Regions from separate parts of the Mus musculus genome. Here regions 2, 3 and 4 are each linked to region 1. A link is a contact called in public ChIA-PET and promoter capture Hi-C data. All regions are on one chromosome and are shown on one strand. The core of a region is the stretch at or near the end of the contact, and the rest is flanking DNA. Distances in the headings are between cores, read along the strand shown. Region 1 holds the start of Tmem184b (transmembrane protein 184b). Region 2 holds the start of Gcat (glycine C-acetyltransferase (2-amino-3-ketobutyrate-coenzyme A ligase)). Region 3 holds the start of Micall1 (microtubule associated monooxygenase, calponin and LIM domain containing -like 1). Region 4 holds the start of Polr2f (polymerase (RNA) II (DNA directed) polypeptide F).

Evidence for each region. Promoter capture Hi-C pulls out the DNA fragments that hold promoters and counts their contacts. ChIA-PET counts read pairs in DNA pulled down with a chosen protein or histone mark.
Region 2: a promoter capture Hi-C map of neural stem cells shows a contact between it and region 1. The contact joins the promoter of Gcat here to the promoter of Tmem184b in region 1. A contact is called at or near these places in 3 of 39 promoter capture datasets (liver and neural stem cells) and 1 of 115 datasets of contacts at active chromatin or transcription factors (pancreatic cancer cells).
Region 3: a promoter capture Hi-C map of liver shows a contact between it and region 1, with 2.4 times the contacts expected there. The contact joins the promoter of Micall1 here to the promoter of Tmem184b in region 1. A contact is called at or near these places in 3 of 39 promoter capture datasets (liver, pre-B cells and stem cell-derived epiblast-like cells), 1 of 484 Hi-C or Micro-C datasets (muscle stem cells), 1 of 115 datasets of contacts at active chromatin or transcription factors (pancreatic cancer cells) and 1 of 9 other capture datasets (adipose tissue).
Region 4: a contact with region 1 is called in an RNA polymerase II ChIA-PET map of memory CD8 T cells, with 6 read pairs. The contact joins the promoter of Polr2f here to the promoter of Tmem184b in region 1. A contact is called at or near these places in 3 of 115 datasets of contacts at active chromatin or transcription factors (embryonic stem cells, memory CD8 T cells and pancreatic cancer cells) and 1 of 9 other capture datasets (liver).

What each region holds. Positions count from the first base shown.
Region 1 is chr15:79,400,467-79,405,229 of GRCm38.p6, forward strand. It overlaps Tmem184b (transmembrane protein 184b), which reads right to left and starts at 2,837. Exons shown (of 9, transcript NM_172608.1): 1 at 2,719-2,837.
Region 2 is chr15:79,028,899-79,033,661 of GRCm38.p6, forward strand. Gcat (glycine C-acetyltransferase (2-amino-3-ketobutyrate-coenzyme A ligase)) reads left to right here and starts at 1,976. Exons shown (of 9, transcript NM_013847.4): 1 at 1,976-2,222. The coding sequence starts at 2,036. H1f0 (H1.0 linker histone) reads left to right here. Exons shown (of 1, transcript NM_008197.3): 1 at 1-1,606. The coding sequence ends at 408.
Region 3 is chr15:79,106,133-79,110,895 of GRCm38.p6, forward strand. It overlaps Micall1 (microtubule associated monooxygenase, calponin and LIM domain containing -like 1), which reads left to right and starts at 2,851. Exons shown (of 16, transcript NM_177461.1): 1 at 2,851-3,297. The coding sequence starts at 3,152.
Region 4 is chr15:79,138,616-79,143,378 of GRCm38.p6, forward strand. Polr2f (polymerase (RNA) II (DNA directed) polypeptide F) reads left to right here and starts at 2,710. Exons shown (of 5, transcript NM_027231.2): 1 at 2,710-2,819. The coding sequence starts at 2,800. It overlaps 1700088E04Rik (RIKEN cDNA 1700088E04 gene), which reads right to left and starts at 2,636. Exons shown (of 7, transcript NM_138581.2): 1 at 2,540-2,636; 2 at 2,266-2,377; 3 at 623-685. The coding sequence starts at 2,368.

The sequences.
Region 1 (4,763 bases), core at 1,587-4,086:
ACATCTGCTTGGGGCCCCTGCTACCCTCCTCTCCTCCTCCATGCTCCATCTCTAACTCCAGGACCAGGAAGGCACTGAGCATACCGAAGGTCAGAGTGGAAAAGCCTGGAGATTGAACCAACTGACCTGTGATGGGGAAGGTGGCAGCCCCACCTCACCGGATAGTGGAGGATAGGATGGGAACTCATGAAAGCACTTTGAACTGTGCCTGACACATGGTAAGTGCTCAAGAAACTTACCAGGGGAGCTGTTTTTCCTACTGTCCTCTGGGCCCCTTCAGAGCCCTCTCTCCCTACCCCAAGTAGAACACTGTCTCAAATGTATTAGTCACGTGCTGGGCTACCTCAGCCAACCACAGCCTTTCACAGGGGACAACCCAGGTCTCTGGCCTCTCTTCCCTGATGGCCAGCAAATTCATGGCACACAGGAGGTATTCAGCAAGCACCTGCTGCCCCCAAAAAGACCTCAGCCAAGGTCCTGGGGCAGACCCCACATTGAGCTCTGAGGGCCTAGCTCCAGGCTTCCCAACACTCACATCAAATCCCCAGTCTCATTCGCTGCTGCTACTTACTTTCAAAACAAGAAAGGCCTGGGCCCTGCCTTGCCTAGCAGCTTCTACTCCAGGGAGCACATGGAGAGAAATGAGCACAGCGGGACTGGAAATAGCACCGAGCCCCTCTTGGGGAGAGGCCTGGGCAGGCCAGCTGGCAAACAGAAGCAAAGCCTCAAAGGCAGGGAGTCCTGGAGGGCCGAGGACACGGCTCAGCAGCACACTGCCTGCCCAGAGTGCCTGAGGTCCCGATCCAGTGCACAGGACCAAAAGAGGGGAAAAAATGGGAGAGAGCAGCCAGCCGACAGGCCTGGTCCACAGAACTAGGACAAGCTGCCCACTGATCCCCTCCCACCCGGAAGCTCTTCTCTCCTCCCTAGTCCAACCCCACCACCCTGGGAGCAATCTACAAGGCATCCCCCAGGATTACACAAGGACGCCCAGGTCACCTATGGCTCTTAGGGGAGTATTTAGAGCCCCACCACCCACACTGGCCAGTGGGGTCGCTATCTATGTCCACCTCCGCAGCAGACTGGGAGCCTCTAGAAGAAGGTATTAGATCCTGTTCCTCTGTGTTCTACTCCAGGGACATCAGGGAGAGCAGTGAGCCAGCAGGGCCGGGAGACAGCCCTCAGCCGGGCGCATAGTAGATGCTCAGTAAGTTACAAGGCAACTTGGGCAAGACCCAGGGATGAAGGATGCTACCAGAGCCTACTAGTCCCACACTGACAAGGGAGTCACTTAATCCCCATCCCGTCCCACCCCACCCGCCTTGACCTGCTGCCTCAGTTTCCTAACCCACATCTATGCCCGATACATTATTGGCACAGCTGCCCTGAGAACAAACTGGGAAAATACACATGGAAAGCAAGAAGTCTCTGAGGAATGTTAGTCACCCAGCTTTGGCTCGACTGTCCCTTTGTACTGAAGCCTTTTTTTTTCTTTTTCCTTTTTTTTTTTTTTTTTTTTTTTTTTTGCTGGCTTGTCCATCCCCCCCACCCCCCACCCCCCAGCACTGAATCCACCTCCATACTCCTCAGTCTTTTGTCTTCTGTTTCTGGAATCCCTGTGATTCTTTCCAATTCTGATTCTGCCCCAAGCACCTGAGAGCTCTTCGATGCCTCGATCCTCACATCTGTGTGCGGGGTGAGCACCAGTCTAGCTTCTGGGGCTCCCACACCCAAGGGTTCCAACTCCGGCCCTGCACAGAACTCTCAAGATACTCAGATGTGCCGAGCCCAAGGGCCCACCAAACTTGTTGACACGAAGAGGGATGCTGCAAACAGCCTGTCAAAAAAGCCAGACCGTGGAGACCTGCACCTCCCCCTGCTGCTGATGCTGGTGGGGTGTGTGTGTGTGTGTGTGTGTGTGTGTGTGTTGGCTGAGTCTGCAGCACTTGCCTCCAGGGCACAGATTGCTACTTCTCTCCTTACATAAAGCACCTGGCAGCCAGATGAATAATACATAGACCTTCACCTCACACCCAGGTATCAGGCAGGCAGACACCTGCTTTGCCCCACCAAGGCCTCCAAGGAGGGAGGGATGAGATGTCCCGCCTCATACAGTCCTCCAAGAAAGGATACAAACTAAAAATCCGAGCCCGTTCCCCAGACTCCCTAGCTTTGCCACTGCCTGGAGCTCCTTAGCCCCAAGCTAAGCATCCAAGCAAGGTGTCCAAGGGCGTGCCCAGGCAAACAGGCACCACACACCCAAACCAATCTCTAGGGTTCCTTTGAACACCCAGCATCCTGGGAGCCCCAGATCCCTATCCCCCTTCAAATCTACTGACCTGTGTGCAAAGCGCGCGCACACCCCCATTTACGCATGTACCGTCTCAAGGGCCGACCACCGGGCCAGGTCAAAGCCACTGCACTGAGGACCGACGTCTCCCCGCCCCGTTCGGTCGTGCCAGGCTGCAGCACACCCACCGCGGTGCGCACAGTCCCATCGGTAAGAGGCTGGGCCCCGCGCCGCCCACCCCGACTCCCCCACGAGCAGGTCCGGTTACACTCAGGGCCCCGCCACGCTGGCGAAGCGGGCACACCCACGGGCCGCTTGGGGGCCTCCGAGTCCCTGCCTCCCCGCGGGAAGTCCCCAGAGTGGAGTTCTCCCCAAGGTGCAGCCCCCGCCCGGTCCCCGTTCATCCCGTGCATCCGCCGCCCGGGTACCTCAGGAGCCCATGGCGCTGGAGACTGCAGGCGGAGCAGGCGGCGCCGCAGCCCGGTATCTCGGCCGCCGCTGGCGCGTCCCGAGCCCCGCCGGGTACCGCCGCGCCGCGCCTGCGCACTAGGAACGCCGCTGGCGGGGGCGGGGCCGGAGCGCGCCGCTGAGGTCACTCGCCGAGCCTTAAAGGGGCCGCGCGCTGCGAAGCACCACGCGCAATCTCGGGTCAGGAGAATGGTGAGGTCCTCTTGCAACTCGCAAACGCACCGCGAGAGACCCAGGGCCCAGGTTTCCTAGTCCAGTCCCACCCACCACAGTCCTGGGATGCACAGTCTGACCCGCGGGATACAGACTGTCCCGGACACTCGCGAGCTAGCTTGAGTTTCAATTCTCTGAAAGCCTTGTATATGCCAACGCTGAAGGTGAAACGAAATCTAGTTGACGTTTGAGACAGGGAGGGTGAGTGTGAGACTGTGGAACGGACTTCCACGGAACGTTTTGTATAGTTATGCAAAATGAAACTGCTCTAGTGGAGCTGCCCCACCTCATTCCTAGCAGCCTAACGAACCGATTCTAGAGGAGTCATTCCAGCCCCTACCCCACTTTGATTTGTGAGGTCCTCGTCTTACCCAGATGACTGAAATGTGTAATATGCAACCAAGTTTATTTTTATCTCCAGCTCCAAATGTCTACCGACGCCTCTTACTTAGCGGGCTCAGCTGCTTTCCCCTCCACACACATTTCTTCTTCACAGCATTCCCCAATCCCTGCTTCCAGTCTTCAAGCCAGAAAGTCTAGTATTATCCTTGAGTGCTGCCCTCCCTCTCCCCCTCGTCCCATCAGCTTGGGCAAGACATCCTGTATCCCTAGACTCTGACCTCCACACTACTGAACTGCTGTCATGTCCAGGCTCTGCCCAGGTACTGTGAGCATCTACTTAGCCCGATTTTCCAACCTTGTCCTCGGCGGGTCTGTGCCAATGTGAGAATCAGGGATTCCTTTAAAAATCCAAATCGTTGGAGGAATGCTTGCTTACCATTCACCAGACCCTCAATATAATTCTTTGCACCAAAGTAAACAAACAAACGAACCCACCCAAGATGAACTATATGGCACTTTGCTCAAAACCCTTAATTAGTTCCTCATGCCATTCCAAATGAAGCCAACATCTGCAGATCTCTGCACAGCCTTGATCCAGCATCACCCTCCGCAGGCATGCCTGGCCTCATCTCCTTTTCCTGAACACTGACCTCTTGCTTTCCCTACAACCAAGTACAAGCATTCAGCTTCCATGCCTTTGCACCTGCTGTCCCCTCTGCTGGGGCTACAGTTTCCCCAGACATGTCTTCAAAGTCTTGCTTGGCTGGCTTTACTAGGGAAGCTGAAGCAGGATTGTTCTGAGACAAATACCTCCTTCCCAGAGTAAGATTGCTGAGCCCCTCACCTGCAGTCCATAGTCAACATCTCACTGTGCCCTGTTCTCCTAATAAAAGTTCATTTCTAACACGTATCGATTGTTTTCCTATCTTATTATCCATCTTCCTAGTGAACAGACTGTTGCATTAACTTTGGGGAGATACGTGCCCCAAATAGGAAGGCACCCAAACAAACCAAAGATTCTACACATCTCCCTCCATGAACCTGTGAGTTTATTGGTCATACTATGGCAATGTGGGTGAGGGGTGGGGTTACTGGCATCTGTAATATGTAATTCCCCTCCCCTCACCCCTGTCCCCAAATGACCTTTGGGAGTTAAGAATTCTTGGGAGGTAGAAAATTCTAGAAGCAAGCCACTCCCATAAAGCTGGGGGGGGGGGGGGCTCATTACCCATGCTGGACTGGGACTTATTTCTTTCTTCTTTTTTGTTTGTTTGTTTGTCTGTTTTTAATCACCCTTAAGAAGCAACCGTTCACTCTTGCTCCTATAAGCAGCTGACAGACTCGTTGACTGTTCTTTAACCAAGCTAGATGGAGCAGAATCATTCCTTTATTCTGTGGTCAGTCCCTTCCCTGGGATGAGGAGACATTTGTTCATGTCTCCCCAGGAAAA
Region 2 (4,763 bases), core at 726-3,225, 370 kb before region 1:
GTGGGTGAGAACGCCGACTCCCAGATCAAGTTGTCCATCAAGCGCCTAGTGACCACCGGTGTTCTCAAGCAAACCAAAGGGGTGGGCGCCTCGGGGTCCTTCAGGCTGGCCAAGGGCGATGAGCCCAAAAGGTCGGTGGCTTTCAAGAAGACCAAGAAGGAAGTCAAGAAAGTGGCCACTCCAAAGAAGGCAGCCAAGCCCAAGAAGGCTGCCTCCAAAGCCCCAAGCAAGAAACCCAAAGCCACCCCTGTCAAGAAGGCCAAGAAGAAGCCGGCTGCCACGCCCAAGAAAGCCAAAAAGCCCAAGGTTGTCAAAGTCAAACCAGTCAAGGCCTCCAAACCCAAGAAGGCCAAAACCGTGAAGCCCAAAGCCAAGTCGAGTGCCAAGAGGGCCAGCAAGAAGAAGTGAAGACTTTGCTTGGGGACACTCCTTCCTCCCTCCTGTTTTCTGTAAATACATTTCCTCACTTGATTCCATCTGCAACCCTTTGCCCATTCTATTCTGACTTTATTAAAGAGGACAGAGTTTGGATCCCTCATACAGACATTGTGGAATGACTCCTTTTTCCTTAACCTATTGTGCAAGGACAGCAAACAGACCTCATCTTTGTAATGATGGAGACGTACTTTTTTCTTGATTTGATATTAACCTTCTTACGGGGTTAGGGATGGGAGGGGGGAGGATGTGTGTTTCAGTCGGTGGTTTGTTTACTATGAAGGAACTGGCAAAGTTCTGGCTAGGTGAGGGGACCCAGGAACTAAGGTTTGTCTTCCAAGACTTTCTTAGACTGCTTGTCCCTCGTGAGCTTTTCAAAACCTTTGATGGGGAGCAGGTGACACCCCACCTAGCTGGCCAAGGAGGGAGGGAAAATTCCCTGGGGCTGCCCTACCAACGGTGGTAAGTTGGAGACCTGGTTGCTTTTTCTCTTCTGCCCTAGTGCCTCCCCATTGTCTAAAGGGGCAAAGGGGTCCAAGTGACAGCTGGTTAGAGAAGCCATAGCTTCTCACAACCAGGATCTAGCCATTGGGAAGGAGGGGTCTTTTTCAGTAGTCTCTGGTTAAATGCGAGTGGACTTAGGGGGAGGGGTGGGTAATCAGCCAAGTGCCTCAGTGTGCCTATGGAAACTTGGGTTTTTTCCACACGATTGATGGATTGCGTCCTAGCAGGACTTTGTACGTTTCCTTTCTTCCCTTTCCTGTGTAAGATGTGGCTTTGCTTGGTGCCGCTTCAGGTCTACCAGCTGCCACTTAAAACCCTCCAACCTCTTTTACTCTTTGAGTTTTTTTTCTAAGTAGCGGAGGAGGGGGAGAGGCAGGGAGTGGACTGTAAGACATACTCCAGTTGATTCGAATTTGCTAGGTAGCTTTAGAGAGGCAGGATTGTGTGCATGTGTGTATATGTATATATCCATATCTAAGACTAGGACTTAGTCTCACTTCGGGAGCTGGGAGAAAAAAATCTGTACAGTTGTCTTTCTCTTATTTTAATAAAATTAGAAACTCGCGCACCCTACCCCACCCCTTTTTAAACAAGTGTAACTAGTGCCCGGGAGAAATTACTGTGGTTGTAATTTTAAAACTTTAAAATAAAACTGGAAAGGAAAAAATCTGAGTGGTGCGTTTTTCTTTAACTGGAGGAGAGAGGAGCGATCTGACGGGCAATGTGGGGACGCCACGTTCGCGCCAGAGAATAGCAAAGCTTTGGAGTGACAGGGACGCTCCAACAGGAGGGTCAGCTGGGCACGTAGGTGGGTCTTCGGGAGAGGTAGGTGTGTAGGCAAGGTCTCGGGAGGAGAGGCGTTGAAGTCGCTTTCTCCGCCTACTCAGCTTCCCCATCGCGGACCTCCCGGGTGTCGACTTACAAATCAATCCTTTCTTGGCGGGCCGACGCTGTCAGGCTCCGCCCGCGGGTGGAGTCTCCCATCCTTTTAAAGTGAGCTCCTGTTGTTCTGATTTGCTGCCGGGGCCCTGCCCACGTCACGTGACGGGGAGCACTAGACTTCAGGCTGGCCAGCGCACTTTAGCCTGTGGGCGCGATGTGGGCCAGCTTCATGTGGCACGGGGCGCTGTCCCCTGGCCGCCGCGCACATTCAGCGCTGGCTCAGTTGCGCTGCATCCTGGACAGCGAACTGGAAGGGATCCGCGGAGCCGGCACCTGGAAGAGTGAGCGTGTGATCACGTCCCGCCAGGGACCGAGCATCCGCGTGGACGGCATCTCGGGAGGTAACTTCCCCTCCTGAGAGTCCTCGTACCTGGTCAGGAGGCCAAGAGCCCTTCCAAGGCTTGCATGTGAATGGAGGCCCTAGGGTGGGTGTGGGAGAGGCACGTGCACTCTTAGCTGCTGGTCTGTCTGGGGCACACTATGGCCTCCTTGTGTTAACTCCACCTGTTTAAACCTGTTTCAAAGGAGGGAGGTGATTTTAATCCGTCAGCACCTTTTGGGTGAGAGAGCTAGGCTGCACTGAGACCCCACCCTATGAGAAAAAGAGAGCGATATCCAGCTGCCTCAGCTCCCTACACCTAGTTTCCAGGAGGAGTGACTGGAACAAAACTTTCCTTGAGCAGATGTGTGTGAAGGGCTCCAGTTGCTGCACCTTTACTCATGATGGCATCTGTATGCAAGAGGGACCATTCCCCCCCCCCCCCTTGGTTTTTTGAGACAGGGTTTCTCTGTGTAGTCCTGGCTGTCCTGGAACCTGCTCTGTAGACCAGGCTAGCCTCAGCCTCCAAATTGATCTCAGCATCCAAATTGCTGAGATCAAAGACATACAGCACCAAGCCTGGTTTGAGAGACCAATTTTTAGGGAAAGGAAATATGCTGTTATCCCAGCATTCAGGTCTATACAGAGAAACCCTGTCTCAAAAAACATAAATAAATAAGAAAGGAAGAAGGTGAAATACAAGTAGATTTCCCCAGACCCTTCACTGGTCAGCTCCAGTGTCCCAGGATATTGGAGTGGAAGACCAGCTTCCTCCCAAGAGGCTAAAGTCTTTTTTTTTTTAAGATTTATTTATTATTATATGTAAATACACTGTAGCTGTCTTCAGACACTCCAGAAGAGGGAGTCAGATTTTGTTACAGATGGTTGTGAGCCACCATGTGGTTGCTGGGATTTGAACTCTGGACCTTCGGAAGAGCAGTCGGGTGCTCTTACCCACTGAGCCATCTCACCAGCCATGAGGCTAAAGTCTTAAGCAAGTAAGGGGACTAAGGCTGCAGAAGTTCTCATGCCTGTACCTGTCTTTCCCTAAAGAGAACCATAAAATGAACCTCTTGTCTTCTAACAATACCTTCAGCCGGACCAAACAGCTCTCCCGGAGTGATTTCAGAGAGATATATAATCAGTAGGTTGGGGATGTGGCTCAGTGGCAGAGCGCTTACCCAGCTCACATGAGGCTGTGGGTTCAATTCCCAGCACTCACACCACACACAAATGATGAGACATTGGGAGAATCAAGTTCGTAGGCTATGTGTTTACTTTTACTTTATGTGCATTGGTGTGTTTGTCTACATGTATGTCTTTGTGAGGGTGTCAGATATTGGAGTTAAAGACATTTGTGAGCTGTCGTGTACGTGCTGGGAATTAAACCCCGGTCCTCTGGAAGAGCACTCAGTGCTCTTAACCGATGAGCCATCTCTCCAGCCCCACCTTATTAGCTTTTTAAGCCATGGATAGCTGAGGTCTCTGGGACACCCCTCTGGAGATGCAGTGCTATGGCAGCAGATGTATGGTCATTGGAACTGGAGGACCCAGGCCCCTTTGACAATCAAGAAAAGGAAAACCGAGATGATCATAGTCCTGAGGCTGCAGAAATGTGAGGAAGGTCTGGGATCCCCTTAGATGGAATGTCATTCAAAGCCAGGGTTTAAACTTCTCATCCTTCAAGGTACAAAGCAGAGAGGGACAAACCTCTTATAATCCTCCTGTGTACATGTATAATCCATGTACTGTGGCAGTGGATTCAAAGCCTGGCCTCTCCCTAGAATGGGATCTTTTGTGCAGCTGTTGCCTCTCAAGGACAAATCCAAGTAGACTTCCTCTGGCCCTGTCCCAGGACCTAGCGTATGGTCTTTGCAGGTTCTTCCTATTCTTTTTTTTCTTCTTCTTCCTCCTCCTTCTCCCCCCCCCCCCCCCCCCCGTTTACTCTGTCCAGAGATCCACCTGCCTCTGTCTCCTGTGTGCTGGGATTAAAGGGGTGTGTCTTAGTCAGGGTTTCTATTCCTATTCCTGCACAAACATCATGACCAAGAAGCAAGTTGGGGAGGAAAGGGTTTATTCAGCTTACACTTCCATACTGCTGTTCATCACCAAGGAAGTCAGGACTGGAACTCAAGCAGGTCAGGAAGCAGGAGCTGATGCAGAGGCGATGGAGGGATATTCTTTACTGGCTTGCTTCCCCTGGCTTACTTAGCCTGCTCTCTTATAGAACCAAGACTACCAGCCCAGAGATGGTCCCACCCACAAGGGGCCTTTCCCCCTTGATCACTAATTGAGAAAATGCCTTACAGTTGGATCTCATGGAGGCATTTCCTCAACTGAAGCTCCTTTCTCTGTGATAACTCCAGCTGTGTCAAGTTGACACAAAACTAGCCAGGACAGGGTGCATCACCAAGTCTGGTTTTCCTTCCTTGCATTTCTTCTTCCTTTTCATCTCTTCTCTCTCTCTTTCTTTCTTTCTTCCTTTCTTTCTTTCTTTCTTTCTTTCTTTCTTTCTTTCTTTCTTTCTTTCTTTCTTTCTGTCTCTCTCTCTCTCCCTTCCTTC
Region 3 (4,763 bases), core at 1,601-4,100, 290 kb before region 1:
GCCTGGTTGATAGAGCAACTTCCAGGACAGCTAGGAACATTCAGAGACCCTGTCCAAAAAAAAAAAAAAAAAAAAAAGCGCTAAAGACCCCAAGTCCTAATCCTGAAATAGTGGCTTCACCTTGACTTTGGCAGGGAGGCCAACCCTGCCCATCTGTCTGTATGTGGCTCCTGCATCTCACCTGCAGACAGGGACTCAGCCTCTACCCACACGATGATTGACTGTCTACACTGCATTTTTACCACCGTTATCACACATGGTTACCCACAAACCTGGGATGCAGGCAGAGCAAAGATTACTGTCCCCACCTTATGGGGAGGAAATTGGGGCTCACTGGGTGAGGTATCTGGCCTGCAGTCATACAGCTCTGGTTGAGTTGGTCCATCCTTCATGACACAGCAAGCTGACTCAGGCAATGGGGTTTATGAAACCCACAGATGGCTGTTGGGGGCCAAGGGCTGAGCGGTGTAAGCTATCATTAAAGCAATGGAGAGATCGAGGTTGTGGGTGACCTAAAGGCAGCCCTTTAGGCCAGTGGTACAACCATTTCTGGGATTTTTAAATACTTTGCATAGGGTTTTGCCACATAGCTCAGGCTGACCCCCAGAATCAAGGTCCTTCTGGGTTTTTAGGGAGAATCCTGGGTGATGTTTGAGGCTGAAGTTTCAAGATCCAATTCCAAGTCGTTGATTGAATGGAAGTGCCTGGGACCCTGATTCCACTGGGACCTGGCAGGAGGTGTCAGGGAAGGCCAAAGGTTGGCCTTTTAGCTACAGGCATACTCAGAGATGTGAAGCTGGCCCATGTGCCTTCAGACCCTGTATTGTGAAATTCGATTCTGTGGGCTTTGAGAAAGCAGAATTCAACCTCTTTCTTTTGTAATTGACCCCAGAGGCCCAAGTGACAAGTTAGGTATAAAAGTTTCAATCCCTCTCATAGAGTGCTAGTATCAGTTATTTAACTCACGGGGCTCAAGCATACATACATTACTTTTTTAAAGATTAATTTTGTATGTGTGTTTTGCCTGTATGTATACCACATGCAGACAGTGCTTGTAGAATCAGGGTGTCAGGTCCCCAGAACTGGAGTTACTGTGGTTAGCTAGGTCCAGACTGAAAATGCAACCCAGCAGACAGAAGAGCAGCAAGTGCTCTCAACAGTTTCCATACGTTTATTCTTGTGTCCATTATGTGTGTTTATGGTTATGGAAGCCTTGTGTGCCATGACATCTGCATGGAGGTCAGAGTTCAACTTCTGGAAGTTGGCTCTCTCTTTCCATCGTGTGGGTGTAGACAATTGAATTCAGATCAACAGTTTGGCCTTTACCTGATGAGCCATTTTACTGGCCCTATTATTTATTTGGAGACAGGGTTTCTATAACTCTGGTTGTCCTGGAACTCACTCTATATCCAGCTTACCTTCAACATCCAGAGACCCACCTGACTCTTGATTGTTGGGATAAAGGTAGCCACCATATCAGGCTCCAATTTATTTTTGAGACAGTTTTATATTGTAACCTCAGGATTCCTTCAAGCCATGTATGAACACTTGAGCCATTCTGCCCAGTTTTTTTTTTTGGGGGGGGGGCGGTTTCAAGACAGGGTTTCTCTGTGTAGCCCTGGCTGTCCTGGAACTCACTCTGTAGACCAGGTTGGCCTCGAACTCAGAAATCCACCTGCCTCTGCCTCCGAGTGCTGGGCTTACAGGCATGCACCACCAATGCCCAGCTTCTGCCCAGTTTTTAAGTTTTGAAACAAGTCTCTTGTAGCCCAGGCTGGCAAGCACCTCTCGGGCATAAACTACAAGGCTCTATCTTCATTTTCAAGATATGAAACTATAATTCAAGGTGACACAAGATCACGTTGCTGGGGAGGGAGGGAACCAGGATTTGAGCCTGGGTTAACAGAACTCCAAAATCCTGTTTCAGATGACTAAAACCCTGTTCATTCCCTCAGAAGGGAGCAGCAGACTCATTCCTACAAGCTACACATAGGTCAGAGTGATGTCACCATCTCTGCGGGGCTGATTCATCAGCCTGGGTTTATTTAGGAGGCGCCTCTGGGGGAGGGGTCTCCTGGTGGGGTCTTGAAGAAACTATCAAACCAGGCGTTGGAAGCAGAGGTTTTCCTCTGTGTCGGTTTCTAGGTCCTTTCAGCAAGAGCCCAGCCATTCTAAAAGTTGAAGAGACAGAGCCCCGGAAGGATCTATGATCCCCTAGTTTACACGGAGAGAGGGAACCAGAAAGGACCAACTTGGTTGTGGGGTCCCCAGCCTGTCATACTACATAGCTCTCTGGCCTGGTGGTAGTAAAGGTGTTTGGATCCCCTAGGCAGGCCGTGGGGGGAGGGGCGGGCGTTCGAAGTGTTGTAGCGCGGTGGGGTATGGAAGAAAGCTGGTGGCCATCTGGAGGTCTGGGATCTGTGGGGAAAGTGCCTCGACTTTCAGACCAGTCGTGGGTGTGGTTCAGAGAAGTCAGTGAGGAGAATCTGAAGGTTCCTAAGGGTGAGCTTGAGGCAGGCTAGCAGCAAAGCCAGAGTGTCCCACCTCTTGGGGTAGGAGGGCCTGGGGAGACTGCGGGGTGGCGTTGGGGAGGGGCTAGCCAGCGAGGAGTTGTCCCTTCTTCCAGGAGGGGCTCCCCAAGGGAAGGGTTGACTCGATCTGGAGGAGAGGGGCTATGTGGGGCGTCCGCCCTTCCGGGGAAGGGGCTCGACGGCGGGGGCGGGGCCGCAGGGTGGGGCCCCATCCTCCTCGCGCTCCCCCGCGACGCGGGCGGGCAGGGGCGGGGACGGAGGCGGTGGGCGCCCGCGGCCGGCCCACAATGAGGACAGCGGGCCGCGGTGAGTAAGCGGCGGCCGCCCGGGCCGGGCCACGCGGGGCGGAGGCTTCGCGGGCAGGTCGGGGCAGGCTGGCCGGGCGGGGTCGGGAGCCGAGTCCGCAGCCCTAGCCGCGCCAGAGCGGAGCGAAGACACCGAGGCCCCGCCCCGGCCGCCGGTGGCGCCCCGACCTCCGAGCCGCGCCGCAGACACAGCCGGAAACTGGCCCTGCCGGAGCGCAAGCGGCAGCCCAGTGCCACCTGACCCCGAGTCGGAGCCACACGAACCGGAGCCCAAGTCCGAGCCCCAGTCCGGGCCGTCTCCGAGCCGGGCCTGCCATGGCGGGGCCGCGGGGCGCTCTCCTGGCCTGGTGTCGCCGCCAGTGCGAGGGCTACCGCGGCGTGGACATCCGCGACCTGAGCAGCTCCTTCCGGGACGGCCTGGCTTTCTGCGCCATCCTGCACCGGCACCGGCCCGACCTGCTGTGAGTGCCCGGGGTGCGCGAGCGAGCACGCGGGGCTGGGGACCGCCGCTCCCCTCAATGACGCGGTGGCACGCGCCGCCCTGAGAGGTCCGGGACCTCACACCCGCCGCTTCTGAACGCGGAGCAGGGCCACCCGAGACCCCAAGACCGTGCACCCCCTCCCCCACCTCGGGCCACTGGTGTCAGGCTCTGACCTCTAAGAGGGAACTCTGACCCGTCCTTCGGGACGTCGTTACTCTAGGCTCCAGCAGAAATACTGAGCCTCGCTTCCTCCATTGGCGTCAGAGCATAGTAACCCCAAACTTGACTGTAGGAGATGAGAATATGCCACTCCCCCAGTTAGGCTTCCTTTAAGTTCGAGCTGGTCCCCGGGTGCTCTGGGAGGCTGACTTCTTTCTAATAGAAATTTACATCTTTGTAAGGGCACCTACCGGAAAGGGTCTTCAGAAAGAATGCGGCCCCAGATCACTTCCTACCTGGGAGAAGCTGCCGGGCTTCGGCTTTACTCACTTCCCCATCCTTCCCTCCCCTAGAAGACAAACCCCATTCCTTTCTATAGATAAGCGGCTATCATCCGGCACAGCAAGTCCCATATTTTGTGGGACTTCCGTGGGAATGTAGGTCATTAGTTTTAATTCTCTCTTCAGCTAGTTTGCCATTTACATTTAAGGCGCAAAGAACCTAGAGGGATGGAGGAGAAAGCTTTTGTAAGGCACTTTGGGCAGATACTCTGTAGGGCACTAACCCCGTTTCTGGCACAGGGTTCCTAGCTAAATGGCTGTCAGGTGACTGCGGGTACACTACTTCCCCAAACCACCTCGATAGGAATCTGTCTAGGTGTATGGTCCCGCGGCTCTGCTGGTTACAGTGGGGAACAAAGATGGAGCAGAAATTAGGAGCCAGGCAGGGGAGGTCTCTAGTGCAGCTGACAACTGCCAATCTGAAGCTTCCGGCTGGAATGTGGATCCCTCCTACCTGAGCTTCTCAGAAGGGTCTCCCCGGAAAATATAATCAGACCCACAGGACAACCAACCGAGGCGGCCTTCTACTCAGCTTTCTTCCCTTAGCCCTGGGATCTCTTTCTTTCATTCGTTCATTTAATGTGTTCATAAAGCCGAGAGTGGCAGTTCATCTGGTGCCCGTCTTTCTCCTGCTCCAGGTTTCAGTAGCCAATCTCATAACTAGAACAGTTGGTCCTGTTTTGTTGACAGACTCCTGGGAGGGCTTCTCCAGCTTCCAGAACCTTCTCTCTCTCCCCTCTCAGGCTTATGTCTTATGTTTCCATAAGACAGGGTGTGGGAGGGCCCTGAAAGGATTGCCCAACTCTAACTTGCTTTGCTGTCTTCAGTGGTACAAGTGTCCCAGGGCCTTGGAAGATAGGGTTTTAGGCCTGTGGATGCAGAAGGGAGCTGGGTTTTAGAGCTATGGGACCCTGTGCTAACAGACTAGGGTAGTAGTGGGGCTTG
Region 4 (4,763 bases), core at 1,460-3,959, 260 kb before region 1:
TCCATTATAGAGCATCAGATGCCATTACAGATGGTTGGGAGCCACCATGTAGTTGCTGCGAATTGAACTCAGGACCTCTGGAAGAGCAGTCAGTGCTCTTACCCACTGAGCCATCTCTCCAGCCTTGTGTTTTGTTTTGTATTGGTTTTTTTGAGACAGGGTTTCTCTTTGTAGCCCTGGCTGTCCTGGAACTTACTCTATAGACCAGGCTGGCCTCAAACTCAGAAATCTGCCTGCCTCTGCCTCCCAAGTGCTGGGATTAAAGGCGTGCACCACCACTGCCCGGCTTACTGAACCCTTTTTAATGAGACGAGATCTCACTGTGTAGCCATGGCTGTCAAGAACTTGCGGTATGAACTCCCCATCCCTTTCATATAGAGCGACATTGAAAATGTATTTCTGAGCCAGGCATGGTGGCACTCATTGTCAAAACTAACACTTGGAAGGCAGAGGCAGGCAGACTTCTAATAGATCTGTTCGAGGCCAGCCTGGTTTACAAAGTTCCAGGTCAGCCAGGGCTACACAGAGAAACCCTGTCTCAAGAAAAAAAAAAAAAAAAAAAAAAAAGTATCCCTGGTTCCTTCGCCCAGAAAGTCTCTAGCGTCAGAGTGACTGCCCTTACTTTTCATGGTGTCCATGATGTGGCGTTGCTGGAAGTTTGTCAGTTTAGACTCCTTCATCATAACTGCAAAATAAAGCCGGGGCTGACGTCTGGAGCTTCAGCAGACACACCTCATCCCACCAGGTCCCGCCCTTGCCCGCCCCCCCCCTCCATTCTGCACTGAGCTCCTCCACTCCTCTGCCTACTCCATCTTCTTTAGAGTGCCTGTCACTTAAGGTTCTTTTCCTTTTCTTGTATTTATTCATTAATTTATCTTTTTTTATTTCTCTTTTTATTTATTTGTTTATTTATAGAAACGGTCTCACTTTGTAGCCTGGCTGTCCTGAAATTTGGTATGTACATTGGGCAAGCCTCTAACTCACAAAGACTCACCCACCTCTTTCTTCAGAGTGCTAGAATCAAAGACATGAGCCACTATATGCAGCTTTTCTCCCTTTAAGATTGTATGTGGGCTGGAGAGATGACTCACATATCAAGAGCATATATGATGCTCTTCCAGAGGTCCTGAGTTCAATTCCCAACAACCACGTGGAAGCTCACAACCATCTGTAATGGGATCTGGTGCCCTCTTCTGGCCTGCAGGCATACATGCAGGCCGAACACTATCCATAATAAATAAACAAACAAATCTTAAAAAATAAAAGGTCGTGTGTGTGTGTGTGTGTGTGTGTGTGTGTGCGCGCGCGCGTGCGTGAGTGTGTAGCTATGCGTGTATGGCTGCCTGTGGAGGGCAGGGAAAGGCACTGACTCATAGGAAGCTAGAGTTACACATTGCTTTGACCCACCTGATATGGTTGTGGGGGATTGAACTTGGGTCCTTGAGAATAGCCAGTGCTCTTAATCTCTGAGCCATCTTTCCAGTCCTTATTTTATTTCAAGGATAGGTTCTTACTATATTATCTAGGCTAGCTTTTCTTGGGCTCAGGCAATCCTCCCATTACATATGCCTAAGACACACACACTTTTTTGGTGACTGGCTAACATGGGTGCTGGGGAATGAGCTTTCAAAGGGCAGTACATGTTCCTAACCACTGAGCCAGCTCTCCAACTGTAACACACACAGACTTTTTTGTGTATGGTGTGCTGGGGCTGAAACCCAGACTCCACATCTGCCTAGAATATACTCTGTCACTGAGCAACACCTTCAGCTCTATAATTTTCTCCTGTTCATTTTTCTTGTTACCCTCCTGTGTTATCAGTTTTCTGAGAGCAAGAGTTGTCCTTTGCAATCCTCTCAACACTCTATTCCTAGTACCTAGGACAATATCCAAATCACACATTAGGTTTTTGTCGTTGAATAATTAAGTGCATACATGCTCATTCATGTAGCAGAGGCTGGAGCTACAGTTGTGAGCAGAAACAGGCACGTTTCTTTGCCTGGTGGTGTTCACCATTTAGAAGGTGACACTAAACACCTCTAAGACTGTATAATGTCTAAGCCTGGTGAAGGGAATTGAATTTGGTACTGTGAAGGTCCCACTGCAGTGAGGAGATAGGCTTCATTGAAAGTGCATGTAAAAGATGAACTAACCATTCCAAAATTCTCCATCTCTGGTCTTTGATTCTTCCCCGAACCTTTCAGAATCCCAAGCTCTTAAGGAAAAACCGCACCGCTCGGGTCGTTGATCCCCTAATGCACTGACCTCTGAGCAGCTCACAAGTCCCCGGCGTGTAACCTGCTTGCTTACGGCAGCGGCGGAACCCGGTTCCTTTGGTCACCGAGTCCACCCTTTCCTGGGAAGCCATGGGAGGGCCCTAGGAGGGAGAGAAGCAATGACTCGCCCTAGTTACGCTTCGCAATCCGGACCTCTCATCACGAGCAACCTGGGAGTCTGAGAAGCTGGTGCCCGACCCCTCGGCTCCGGACAGCGCAGTGACCACAGTCCCTATCGTGACGGTCCGGGGAGGAGCGCTCACCTTAGGCGATGACCTGGGCGTGACAGAGCCCTCCGCACGGAGAAACTCCAAGGAGCTAGAGTGTCAGCGTCCTCACTAATCGCTCCTTGTTACCATGGTAACTAGCGACACGCCTCCACGCACGCGCATTAGCGTCTGGTCGGCCGCTGCTTCCCGGAAGTAACTGCGCCTGGGTCACGGCGCAAGCGCAAACTACGCGTGGTGCGGCGAGGGGCAAAGGCGCGCGTTCTCTGCTCTGCGCCCCGGGCGGAGAAGGCATCATGTCAGACAACGAGGACAAGTGAGCACGGGCCACGGAAGGAGGGAGGTCGTGGTGCGAGCAGGGCTCTTGGAGCACAGGCTAGCCCAGCTGCTGGGTTGGTGGGGCGAAGTCTTCAGAACTTCCTACCTCGCGGAGCAATGGGGACAGTGGTCAGAGAGTTCAGTCCGTGTGGCCCCTGTCCTCTGAGCGCTCTCTTTCTGGAAGGGAATGCCAGAGGTGTGTAGCTTGTGTAGTCGTGGAAGTAGGAAGGAAAAAGCAACCCAGAGAATGGCCTGGAAGGCTGGGAGCAGACGCGGGCTTGGGCTAGGTGTGATAGTAGCAGAGGTGGCAGAAGTGGGGATAGACTCTAGAGAGCATGAAGTTTAGTGTTGTTTGAGGCAAGGCCTCACTCTGAAACCCAGGCTGCCCGGGAATTCACTATATAGCTAAGGCTGGCTTTGAATTCGACACAGTCCTCTGCTTCAGCTTCCCAAGTGTTGATATATCTGGCATGAACCACCAGACCCAGCTGGATTATGGACATTTTTTTTTTTTTTTTCCGAGACAGGGTTTCTCTGTATAGCCCAGGCTGTCCTGGAACTCACTTTTGTAGATCAGGCTGAACTCAGGAATTCACCCACCTCTGCCTCCCCAAGTGCTGGGATTAAAGGCGTGCGCCACCACCACCCGGCTGGACATATTTTTATTTTATTTATTTGGAGACCAAATATAACCTTATATCAGGTGGTTCGAACATAGAGATTCATCTACCTCTGCTTTCCAGGTGATTTTTGTTCTTTTTTTTTTTTTTTTTTCCTGAGACAGAGTCTTTCAACATAGTCCTAGCTGTGTCTGGAAGTCACTGTGTAGATTTGGCTGTCCTCAAACTTACAGAGATCTGCCTGCTTTCACCTCCTGAGCACTGGATTACAGGCGTGCGCCACCATGCCTGGATCCTGATATATTTTAAAGATAGAACCTAAAGGATTTCTTGATACGCTGTATATGTTAATCAAGAGAGAAGATGAACTATGGTAGTCCTGATAGATCAGTCAGAATTCAGAGTCTGGGCGTGGTGGTTCACACCTGTAATCCTAGCACTTGGGAGGCTACTGCAGGGGAATTGTCCTGAACTAGATGTCAACATAGTGAGTCTCAGGCCAGCCTGAGTTACATACTGTGCAGTAAGATTGACTTCAAAACAAGCATACAAAATACAGTCAAAAATGCAATGAAAGCAGAGATGACGGCGTTGACCAGGGCAGTGATTGCCACCAGAGAAGAGATGGTGAGTGAGTGACTTGGGGGGAAGAGAACCCAGAAAAGCATCCCCTCCCCCAGAGTGGGAGGCAGGAGGGAGGAGCCAGGTATGCTGGCTGTCCAGGGGAAGGGTTCAGCATTGTAAAGATCCTTAGTGAAGCTGGGGGTGGTGCAAGCCTTTGATTCCAGCACTCAGGGCAGAGACTTGGGGGGGGGGGGGGGAATCTCTCAGTTCCAGGCCAGCCTTGTCTGCAGAGTGAGTTCCAGGCCAGCCTTGTCTGCAGAGTGAGTTCCAGGACAGCCAGGCAGCACAAAGAGACACTTTTCTTTTTTTTTTTTTTTTTTTTTTTAAAGATTTATTTATTTATTACATGTAAGTACACTGTAGCTGTCTTCAGACACACCAGAAGAGGGCGTCAGATTTCGTTACAGATGGTTGTGAGCCACCATGTGGTTGCTGGGATTTGAACTCTGGACCTTTGGAAGAACAGTCGGGTGCTCTTACCCACTGAGCCATCTCACCAGCCCCTTTTTTTTTTAAAGATTTATTTATTTACTATATGTAAGTACACTGTAGTTGTCTTCAGATACACCAGAAGAGGGCACCAGATCTCATTACGGGTGGTTGTGAGCCACCATGTGGTTGCTGGGATTTGAACTTCAGACCTTCGGAAGAGCAGTCGGGTGCCCTTACCCACTGAGCCATCTCACCAGCCCAAAGAG